Linked DNA regions of Zea mays: region 1 is linked to region 2. A link is a contact called in public Hi-C data. All regions are on one chromosome and are shown on one strand. The core of a region is the stretch at or near the end of the contact, and the rest is flanking DNA. Distances in the headings are between cores, read along the strand shown.

Region 1 (5,432 bases), core at 1,922-4,421, 210 kb after region 2:
ATCACCGAAGCAAGGAAGCTTTGAGCTTCGGAAAAATCTTCAGGTAAGAGAACATGATTCTTTATGTTTGTATCCTCAACCTATTACAATTTGTCACGTACTAAATTTAACCAGAAATTCAGATCGAATGGCGAACTTCATAGGTAGCATGTGTATGAAATCACTATGACAATTAATTTTAGATGGATCAACATGCTTGTGTTACTACTATTATTTCTATATGAATATATTTGTCTAAAGTATAAAGTCTAAACGCTATGTACTCATATATTGCTTGCTTTTGTAACAGTAATCGGATTTATTATGTCTTGTTTTTTTGTTCTACCTTGTCATTTGTCAACCATGTGTGTTTATTTGTGTGGAGTGTAATTATACCCGCGGGTATCTGATAACCCGCCCGATACCCGATGGGTATGGGCACGGGTACAAAAACCTACCGTGGGTATAGTCGTGGGTGGGTATGAGTAATGCCCACGGGTATTGTCGCGGGCGGATATTTACCATACCCGATCCGAACACGACCCATTGCCATCCCTAGCCGGCGACTCTCGGGTTGTTCTAGGCACCGCATCCAACGACGGCGCCATCACGCCGTCCAGCTCATCATCCACCTGAAGCCCAATCTACCACGTAAGTCACTACTGACCGGCCATGAATTCTTGTGCGCTGGGACGACGGCCGTTGCTGACGTTGTCTGAGTGTCCTCGAACAAGATGTATGTAGAGGAGTAGCACCTCCGGTGGTGCAACGGCCAGGTGTACTACCTCGCTGATGAGCCTAGTGTGCACTTCGTTTGGCAGCCCAACCAAGAGTCATCGGTACTCGCCATGTCGCGTGTATTTGATGACTATTATATCAAGGACTGTGGCGTCATCTCGATGTGAGAGGTGACGCAGAGGAGGACCGACAACAATGACCACTCGCCATCATCGGAGTAGCTTTTGTGCCAGTTTGTCTTTAATTCTCTTCGCAAACACACACACTTGCCTTTTTATTTAAGCAAGCGTGTATGGTGGTGTGTGCCTCATGACTGACGATGTACGAGGGAAATTCTTTCGGCAGGTATGGCACGTGCTCTCCAATGATGAGACCATGCAAATCGTGGCATATATCGAAGTCTGCATGATACTGATAGTTGCAATATAGTGTGAAACAGCTAAATTAAAACAACAAAATTAATGTATGGCCAGGATCACAAATGGATTATGAAACATTTTCTTATAACAATATAAGACACATTTTGTATATAAATTATCATGGTATTATATGTTCCCGTTGCAACGCACGGGCACTCACCTAGTAAACATTTATTAATCATGAATTGATTAAGCTTTAGAAATCTGTCTCGTCATTTAGTTTGCATCTATGTAATTAGTTTTATAACTGAACTATATTTAATGCTTAAAATTGGTATTCAAACATCCGATATGACATGTACTAAACTTTAGTCGGGCCATCACGGAACCAAATACCCTCTTAGCAACTCTAGCATTAGCATCGATTGATTTACAACCAGAATGGATGTAATCATCGGTCCAATTCTAGCTTTCGAAGCCCTAAGATAAGTATTTAGTAAAAACTAGTTGCTGGCAAAAATTGGTGCTAAAAGCTATCTTAGAGTTAAAAAAAAGATAAAATCTACTTCTTAGTCATAAATGTCTCTATAACGGAGGAAACGTGTGAAACCCAAGGTTTTGTGTTTGGATCCAAGCACATGCCTGAAAATCATTACGTAACAACACTAGCATATGTAAAGCACATAAAAAGCCGGTGTGGTCGTGCTGAACCTAGGAACGACTAGGAGCGAGGACATGTGTTGTTTGGGCTACAGTGTATGTAATATTTTCTTTCTAATTATCTATTTATAAACATAAAAGTGAAGAAGATTACAAGCTCAAACACAACCCAGCAGCAAGACTTGGCTCCCCTCACGTATTGGTTGCTGTGGGAGTTCTAGCCTAAAGGTTCTGATCCACTTTTATGCATGCCCTATATTATATTTAGAGTGAATTATATCCACCTAGAGTCCCCTTCTAAGTGATATCATGCCCCCCTTTTATAGCGTGAGGGAGGAGAAAGGTTAAACTAGTTGAACCTTAGATCCCATCAACTAAGACCCAACTACCCCATTCTTATGTTGTTCGTGGAGTCATGCCTAGAGCCATGCCTTTGGTTTTATCATAGTATGGGCGGAGATGTCCTTCTCCATAGTCGACTACCATACCTATCACAGGGGCGGTTATGATATATCACATCCATGGGCATTGGGGTCGTGCCTTTGGGTATGATGTAGTTGGTATCTGGTGTAGGATTTTATAGTTTGATAATACTTTATGTATACCTACATGGGTAGATCTGGCTATAGTATCAATCCACGTATTGAATAGTTGTCTCAAGTACCCTACAACCTAAATCGTGGCAACATCATGCTTATCCACCTTGTAATGCTTCTCATCTCTCATTTAATACTCCCTCCGTTTCTTTTTATTTGTCGCTGAATAGTTTAATTTTGCACTATTCAGCGACAACTAAAACGAAACGGATGGAGTATGTTCTACATAAGACTTATTCAATAAGCTAATAATGCTATGGATACATCAACAGACCATTAGATGCGTGGGGTTACTTCCTCAGAGTCGTATAATCTTTGGTGGGCCTAGGCACATATCCTAAATCGTGGCAATATCATATATTGCCGTATACTACACACGTACTTTATTTTCTAGTAGGAAATATGTATTTGATTCTATTAATTAATCATCAAGCTCACTGTGTATGCACGTGTTATTAATTGATCAGTAAACTGAACTCTGACGGCGATTCCGATGGTCATCCTACATTTGGCGGTGGTAGTTGGTGGTTGGTAGCACAATGACACCACTCAGGGCCAGGGCGCGCGGCAGCCGCCTACGAACAACCACCCATAGTGCGAGTGCGTAGCTAGTTCCTTTATTTGTTGCATGAGCACCCCCCGGCCCTGCTTTCTGTATGTCAGCTAACCCTCCATCACCTTTCTAAAAAAATAAAAAAAAATAAAAACCTCCAGTGTCCTTTCAGTAGGCTGGGACAAAAACTTTAGTTTGTCACTACTTGAGGAAGAAGTGCTGTTTGTGTGGGGCCTTCACGTTCTAGAAGCTAAGGTGGTGGCCCCCACGCACCCGGCCGGTGGCTAGCCCAGCCCACCAATGGTAAGATGAAAATGGACTCACGGGCTGTCCTTATTATCTGACTGAGACATCAGATGCTACCAGCGAAGTGTGGAGACATATAGCTCACGGTAATTACGACATGCATCGCGCTTATTTATATGTTTTTGAGAAGAAAAAATCATTGCTTTGCTTCGAAGATCGTAATAATAATAATATATACACAGACGGTAATATCGATCATGGCTCATATAGCTGAAAACAAAAGGAAAACAAGTTGACACTAGGATAATCATATATATTGATGCAATCGGGTAACTAAGACATAACTAGAGCTAGAATACTCTCTTTTTAAAAAAATATCTAGAAAAGGTGTCGCAAGAGTTGTTTTGAAAGAAATACTTTTTAAAACTTTCACTTTTATTGAAAGAAATATCAAGGAGTCAGAAGGTGTAAGAGTTGCTCTAACCCCCCTAGCTAGAGGTGTGACTAACAAGTAAACAACATGAACAAAAGGGCGCAACATCAATGATGATGAGGCAAGCTGCTTCTTGGGGTTCTTCTAGAGACTTGAGGTCATGAGGCGACAGACAGTACGCTTCAGTTGATGTACTTGACAATAGAAAGATGAAGATTCCCACTACAAGTTTACATCAAACCAAAGATATATGGAGGGTGCACTAAGCAGGCTACTAACCCTTCTAGAAGCTCGGTAGTTAGCATAGCTAGCTAGGGTTGGTTGTGATCAGGCACGTACTACTAGAAGAGCAGCTGAGGCAGATCTATGTCATGGCATCACAACTGTACCTAACTGAAAAAAAAAAGATGTGTGTACCTGTTGAACCGATATTTTAACCAATTAATATCCACCAGCAGCCCACTTCATCATATGATTTTTAAGCACGCAAATAATTCAATCCGTTATCTCACATACTCCCTCCATATATTCAAATATAAGTCGTTCTAGACAAGGTTTGAATCAAACTTGATAAACTTTGACTATACACAACAGTTTTATTATTTAGTTTTGAACCTAATATAATAGTCATGACTTGTCTTTAAAAAGTACTTTTACAAAAGTACGATGGTATTAGAAGTTCATTTTGTATTTTAACCAAAACAAACTTTGATCAAAGCTATATTTTGAAGACAGTTTCTTTGTCCTAAAATTCAGACCTCGAGGAAGTAAGATATGTATGTTTGAGATAAGCTGTGGACGATGGTCCTATTGGTCTCTGACATTTTACCGCATTGGATTTTAGGTTTTTATATCACTCTTCATATATTCAACGCGGGAAATCCAGGAACTTTTGGAGGTTTTAGTAATTTACAACATCATATATTTCAGTGGTCATCAAAAATTAACTTATTCTCGATGGCTAACAATAGTTCCCAAAAATAAATCTGTTATTTTTGGTGGCCTCATATCAACTATCAAAAATATCTATTACTTTCAGAAGTTAAACCTCAGTCGCCAAAAATAAAGGGACCAAATGCTCTCTATGAGTTGGTTCTTTGCAACTCTTGCACGTTGAATCGCTCAAAACCGTGTACAAGCTTGAGTTGGATCACCCATAAGCTCCTCTGATGGTCACCACACTCCCAATCGCCATCTAGACATCTAGGTGATGTTGATCAGTAAGAGTAGCATGCACCAACTCTCACTTAACCTAACCCGGTCTAATGAAGGTGGTGGATGCACACAATCTACACCACCAGACATGTATGGTGCTACAACAACACCACTAACTCACTTGTTTCGATCGCTTTGTGAGTTGGATTTTGTTTTAAACTTCTCATGGGTTGTCATAGGTTTATCTTGCACTAGTTTTCACAAGTGTACACCCCATACCTAACTAGACTTGCCTAGGTCAAGCTACATGTTTCATGCCCCCATTAATAGTACAGCCAAAGGAAAAATAAGGTCCTATCACTACTCCAAGTGTTCAACTACTTCATTGACACTTAGAACTAGGTGATCAATAACCTTCCTGGTCATCTTTTGAATCCCACCAATGATTTCCATTAGTGATGGCATGAATACCACATAAGCCCAAATATCTTCCAATATTGTGACGACCTAACTTACCTTGTTTCTGCAAAATACACATTAGTTGCAATAATCTTATGTTATCATTAATCACTAAAATCAAACTAAGGCCTAGATGCTATCAATTGCTCAAACAAAACTCGAGAAATTCCAAACTCACTAGGAAACAAAACTTCACCTTTACTTGGTCCTTGGACGCCCTTTCTTTACTATCGTCACTCTCTCAAGCCATACAA
Region 2 (5,507 bases), core at 2,572-5,071:
AGCAAGGATTGACGAAGCGTGCGTTCCCATCGCACCACCATGGGCTACACAGAGATCGACATCCGCCCCTCTGGGAGCGGCAAGGTACCGACCCCCTGCCCTTACAACTCCTAGAGCTCTACCCCTCACGCTGACCTTAGGGAGACAGGATGGTTTGCTCGCCTACTAGAGGACATGCTCTGATGGTGTTCCCTCTGCTACCATTTTTAGTTCTTGCTTGTTTCAATCAGGCATATTAGGTTTTGTACTAATCTGCTAGGGTTTTGCTTCACCTACGAGGCAATTTCCTTCTTCTCTGTTTTGGTTGGGGTTGGGTGGGATTAAGTTTGGTTAAACAATTCCCCTTTTGGATTAGAGGGGACATAGGATAATGAACTAATTTGCCAACTCAAGCCCCTGCTGTACACATGATTTAATCTTGGGTTACAGCACATGTACATGTACCTTTTAGATCGCTTGCAATTCTCCTGTACTGTGCATGGAGTCTCCTGTTATTTTTGTAAAGTGTATGTTCTACATTTTGAAATAGAACTGGATTGTGCATATTTTGTTCTACATGTAAAGTGTATGTTCTACATGTACCTTTTAGATCGCTTGCAATATGATTTATTTTAACACATATTTGAAATAGAACTGGATTGTGCATATTTTGTAAAGTGTATGTTCTACATTTTGTAATTCGTATTCTTCATTTTTCCTTTAGTTTTTCTCTTTCTACAACTCCTGTCTCTTTACAATCAAATTTCAGATGTGATAGATATTAGTATGAAAGATAAAAACTAGAATGCTATGCCTGTCAGAGGAGCTTTCTTCAGTTTCAGGTACTGCTCTGCTTTATTAGTCATCCAGCCGATGGATAATTTCTATACGTGTATCGCCCCTGCACTTTCAAACACTTATGTTCATTGTTTCCAATCACATAATTTTTTTCTTCTCTTAGATTTACTATGTGGTTGTGGTCTCAGTTTGGTTTGTAGGTTAATTTGTATACTCATGTGATTTTAGTTTTTCCGTGTATTTTATGTTCATTTAGTATGTCTTAATTTAGTTACTTTCAATTCTTGATGCTAATAATATGGATAGATTGCGACACTACTTTCTGGCTTGAGCAGAAATGAGTTTGTTGTATATAGCAGAATATAGTTGTCGTAGCTGGCAACAATGACCGCTCTTTGGATGATCTGAAAACTATTCTGTAGTCAGGTAGTTAAATATAGCTGAATATACATTATTATGTTTTATTAATCTTATTTGTTTTTTCTATCAAAAGAACACACCTCTCCATCTTTCGGTGCTTGGTGGATCACCGTCTAAACGATCCACCACCAGAACCGCCCAACCCCAAGATAGGTATGTGCAGGTTCAACTACTCATTTAGATATTGGTACAACCTGTAATAGACTGACTTTGGTACAATAGGATTTGGTTCTGCTATTCACTTTGTTTTTAGTTCCAAACAATCAAAAAATTGCATGTCCTTTAGGAAAAATATCACAGGAATATTAGTAATATAACACTGATAATAAAAAATGCTTTGATTCTATATATTTTTCATGTTATAAGGTTGAAAACATTCCGTCTCACGGATCAAAATGGGTACAAGGGGACGTACTGCATTTACAAATATATTTAACCATAATAAAACATCTTTGGAAAATGAATATCATTTTAAGTCCAAAAATGTTTTTGTTGAATGTTCATTAAGCTATAGTGAAGAGTAAACTTAGCATTTCTTTTCTATATCTCTCCCTCGTGCTCATGTCGCTGCAGTCTCCTCCATCCAACCTTTCCTACGCAGGCAGCTCCATCTCAGTCGTTGTACCCGTTCAATTCACACCAAGTGTCATTCTTCACTAGAGTGTCATTCTTCACTTTATGATTCCATGGTTTGAATGACCAATCATTTATGATGTTCGTGCTCGACTGATTCCTTGTACTATGGTATTCAATATAAGGTATTCAATATTTTCATTCATGCTGCTGAGGATGAGGTTTATATCTTATCTTGTTTATGTTTATATTTATATGAGCCATCAACTTAATGATGATTAACCTTGATTGCACCAGCTGAAGTTGGTGCATAAGTTTTGCCTCGCACTAATTTGATGTACTTTTTTCTAAGGTGTTCTGGACAAAGAAAGCTTGTACCTTAAAACAGGAGGATACAAGAAGCTGGAGTGGTTGTCTAAAGGCTTTTGAACTGCTTGAAGCATTAGTGTAGCTTTGGTGATTTTGTGACTGATCAGCTCTGGAGCAGCTAGAGTGATGTAGTTGTGGGCTTTTGAACAATAGCTGGAGTGATATGAAACATTAGTGATGTAGTTGTGGGCTTTTGAACTGCTTCAAGCTGGAGTGATGTCGCTGTGTTGCTTTTGTGACTGATCATCTCTGGAGCTTTTGTGAATGATCTAACTAGCTATATGTAAATGATCTAGTTGTGAATGGTATTATAATTGTGATGATTTTGTGAATATATAATTGTGGTGCTTTTGTGTTTATGTGATGGATCTATGACTGTGGTATACTGATTAACTATGTATGTCTTTATGGTTTGTGTATAAAAATCTGTGATTTGTGGTGCTTAATTAAATGTATATTATTATTACTAACAACTGTAAAAAGGGCGACTTTCTGTTGGTTGCTAAATGTATAGTATGACGACTTACAGTTGGTTGCTAAATCTATAGTACAGCAACCCATGGTTGGTCGCTAAATATACAATATTAGCAACGGACGGTCGGTCGCTAAAAAGATGTCGGTCGCTAAAGCCTTTAGCGACGGCACTTACAGCGACCATCTTTATGGGTCGCTAAAAGTTTTTAGCGACCAACCGTAGGTCGCTGAAGGCCGTTTTAGCAACCAACCGTAGGTCGCTGTAAGTGAACCGTCGTGTAGTGCGTACGTACGTACTCAAATTACAGTTGACAATAATACATTGTTGCATGTCCCGATCCAACTCGTATCTTAATTAGGTATATAGGGATATTTTAAGGCTTCAAAAGAGAATTAATTTTAGTCCAACAGTTAGGTCTTAAATAATGTTATTTAGCAAATAAATCAAAAATAAATAGTTGAAGTTTAAGAGGAAACATGGATAGTGCTTTAATGTATAGTGTACTATATTTAGAATTCGAGAGATCGATCTCTATAATCTCCTTAAAGAATGTTTTATTGTTCCATACGCTCTTACCTTGCACGTCCAAAAATGGTAAAGGAAAAACATGTGAATTAGTAAATGTGACTGGCAACAAGTTGAAAGCAGTGATTTTTAATATCCGTGTCCCACATGAGAAGTGAATTTAATTATTAATATTTAGACATCAAAATACTATGGAGTTATTAATATTATATTAAAACACTGTTTTGCGCGACCATATACATGATCTGTTGAAGATAGCCAAATTAATGAATGCACATATATACATAAATTATGTGACATATGTTATACTAGTATTTGTACACCGTACCTACCAGGAACTTGATGGATTTAGCTGGCGCGAATGCAGATGTGTGTAGTAGGTGGCGACTGCCCTCATTTATCATTCATGGATACAAACATCACACCTACCTCGCTTGATCCCATGCGTGCCCAATCTCACATGCATAAACTGGTTTCTAATTTAAAAAAAAAAGAAGAAAAGAAAATTTCTGATAGAGATCGGCCGGTTCTGGATTCGGAAAGTACTCCAGATGCGTCAAGTGGATGATGTCCTCGCCTAATTATAGCACTCCAACTACATATTATATACACTTGATTAAGCACGAGGCATGCATCATATATGGGCCGGGGTAGGTAGGCCTTCTAGAACGTCCACGAAATGATCGATGTATATATCATCATCGATCCTTGGACCACGTACGCATCATGCACAAGCACCTAGCGCAACACTACTGTGTGCAAGTCACATGCATTATTCCATGTATATAATATATATTTGTACGCTAGCTAGCTTTCGCTTTAAGTTGATAGCTAGGTATATACACCACTTGTAAACTATATATATTTATATTTTTTTGTTACATTCATTTTGCTATGTGTAATTAGCTATTCCCTCCGTCCGTCCCAAATTAAAATTCATGTTAGTTAATTAATAGATTCATACAAATACTTTGATGTATATATGTGTTTTATATAGGTGTCCAGATTCATCCGCGTCCATTTGAATATAGACATAAAAACCAAGAGATAAAACGACTAATATTTTGAAATGGGGAGTATAACACATATCTTAGCATCTCTGAAAAAAAATCAAAATGGTCTGTAATTTGAAACAAATGAAGTACAATAGTACATGTATGGTTGTTTAGTATATGACTATATATAGGTTGTTTGGTATAGTTCCTAGGTGTTTCAGCTCGTCTTGACAAAACACTATAGCTAGCTGTATCTTTAGAATTGTAACATAAAGCCGTTTTGGTTTTGGAGGTGAAAAAATAAACTACTCCCTCAATTTGTTTTTTATTTGTTGCCGATTAGTATAAAATTGAACTAGGTGGTGTCAAATAAATAATAATGGAGGTAATATATAGGAAGAAAATAATTCTGTGAAGCCACGATATCTAGCTAGTTTCACCTGTTCTTTGCCACCACAGTACAGTATAATCAACAGCCACGAGAAGCAAGAGGAGACGAGAACCATGCTAAACGGCCCGTCCGTGTATCGACACTGCTACTAGCTAATATGCCCTTGATTTAAAATTGTCTAATACGAAAATTGAAATAGAGTTTTAGTTTCTGTATTTGTTGATTTAGAAATTAAAATGAAATAAAATAGAGTGACTAAAAATTATTTCTTAGAAACCAAACACCATCTGAACTAAATAAAAAGTCTATCTTATTTAATTTGGGACCTCCGTGTTCCAAATTTTATCCCACGGAAACAAGAAAGTCCACGTCTAGAACTAGCTCAGAACTTGTTGCATTTCTACCAAGCTTATTTTCTCTTTTTTGCACCGACTCCAATGAGAAAAACTCGGTCGGAAGGGAAAGACCACACCCTCGTGGTATTATATTAATCAAAGGCCGTGACAGTGGTCGCGACCAAAAACCATGTGAAGCATGTTCTCCCATCACTAATGGGCTAGGTCAAGTTGTCCAGTCTACAAAGGCCATCTCTAATAGGCTGGGTCAAGCTACCCTCTCTGCAAAGGGTCCACCTAGACCCAAGGGTGGCACACAATCAAGCCGTAATCCGAGAGCGGACAAGAAACAACAAACATATTTTTTTACGAGGCCATGGATCGAACCCATGACTTAGTGAAAGGGACCATGCCGCCTTCAACATTGGGATATTACCCCATCTACATTGACTCCAATGAGAACAACCTTTTTTTCAAAATGACATACTGATCTATCTTATATGTCTTGATTCGCTCTCAGCTTGAGAATGACGACCTTATTATCAAACTTCAATAAAATATTGTGCACTAAAGTCTCATTATCCCAAGGCCATGTCCATTAGGTCTATCATCATTGTCAATATCGTTATCTCCCCTGTTGGTATTAG

What was found. Hi-C and Micro-C count contacts between places; a contact is called where the count stands out from the background.
Region 1: a Hi-C map of ear shows a contact between it and region 2, with 2.7 times the contacts expected there. The contact joins two enhancer-like sites. A contact is called at or near these places in 4 of 25 Hi-C or Micro-C datasets (bundle sheath, ear, leaf and 1 more).

What each region holds. Positions count from the first base shown.
Region 1 is chr3:141,849,555-141,854,986 of Zm-B73-REFERENCE-NAM-5.0, forward strand. No RefSeq gene overlaps it. Among protein-coding and RNA genes, the nearest start is that of LOC100125635, 93 kb to the left of the region's middle. Within about 2 kb of position 3,172, at least 17 of the 20 cell types and tissues checked have an H3K27ac peak or open chromatin away from gene starts, as enhancers often do. A contact at or near this core is called in bundle sheath, ear, leaf and 1 more, where this site is marked.
Region 2 is chr3:141,641,675-141,647,181 of Zm-B73-REFERENCE-NAM-5.0, forward strand. It overlaps LOC103650642 (a long non-coding RNA gene), which reads left to right. Exons shown (of 4, transcript XR_564297.2): 1 at 1-84; 2 at 749-821; 3 at 1,271-1,350; 4 at 1,799-1,882. Among protein-coding and RNA genes, the nearest start is that of LOC103650642, 2.9 kb to the left of the region's middle. Within about 2 kb of position 3,822, at least 14 of the 20 cell types and tissues checked have an H3K27ac peak or open chromatin away from gene starts, as enhancers often do. A contact at or near this core is called in bundle sheath, ear, leaf and 1 more, where this site is marked.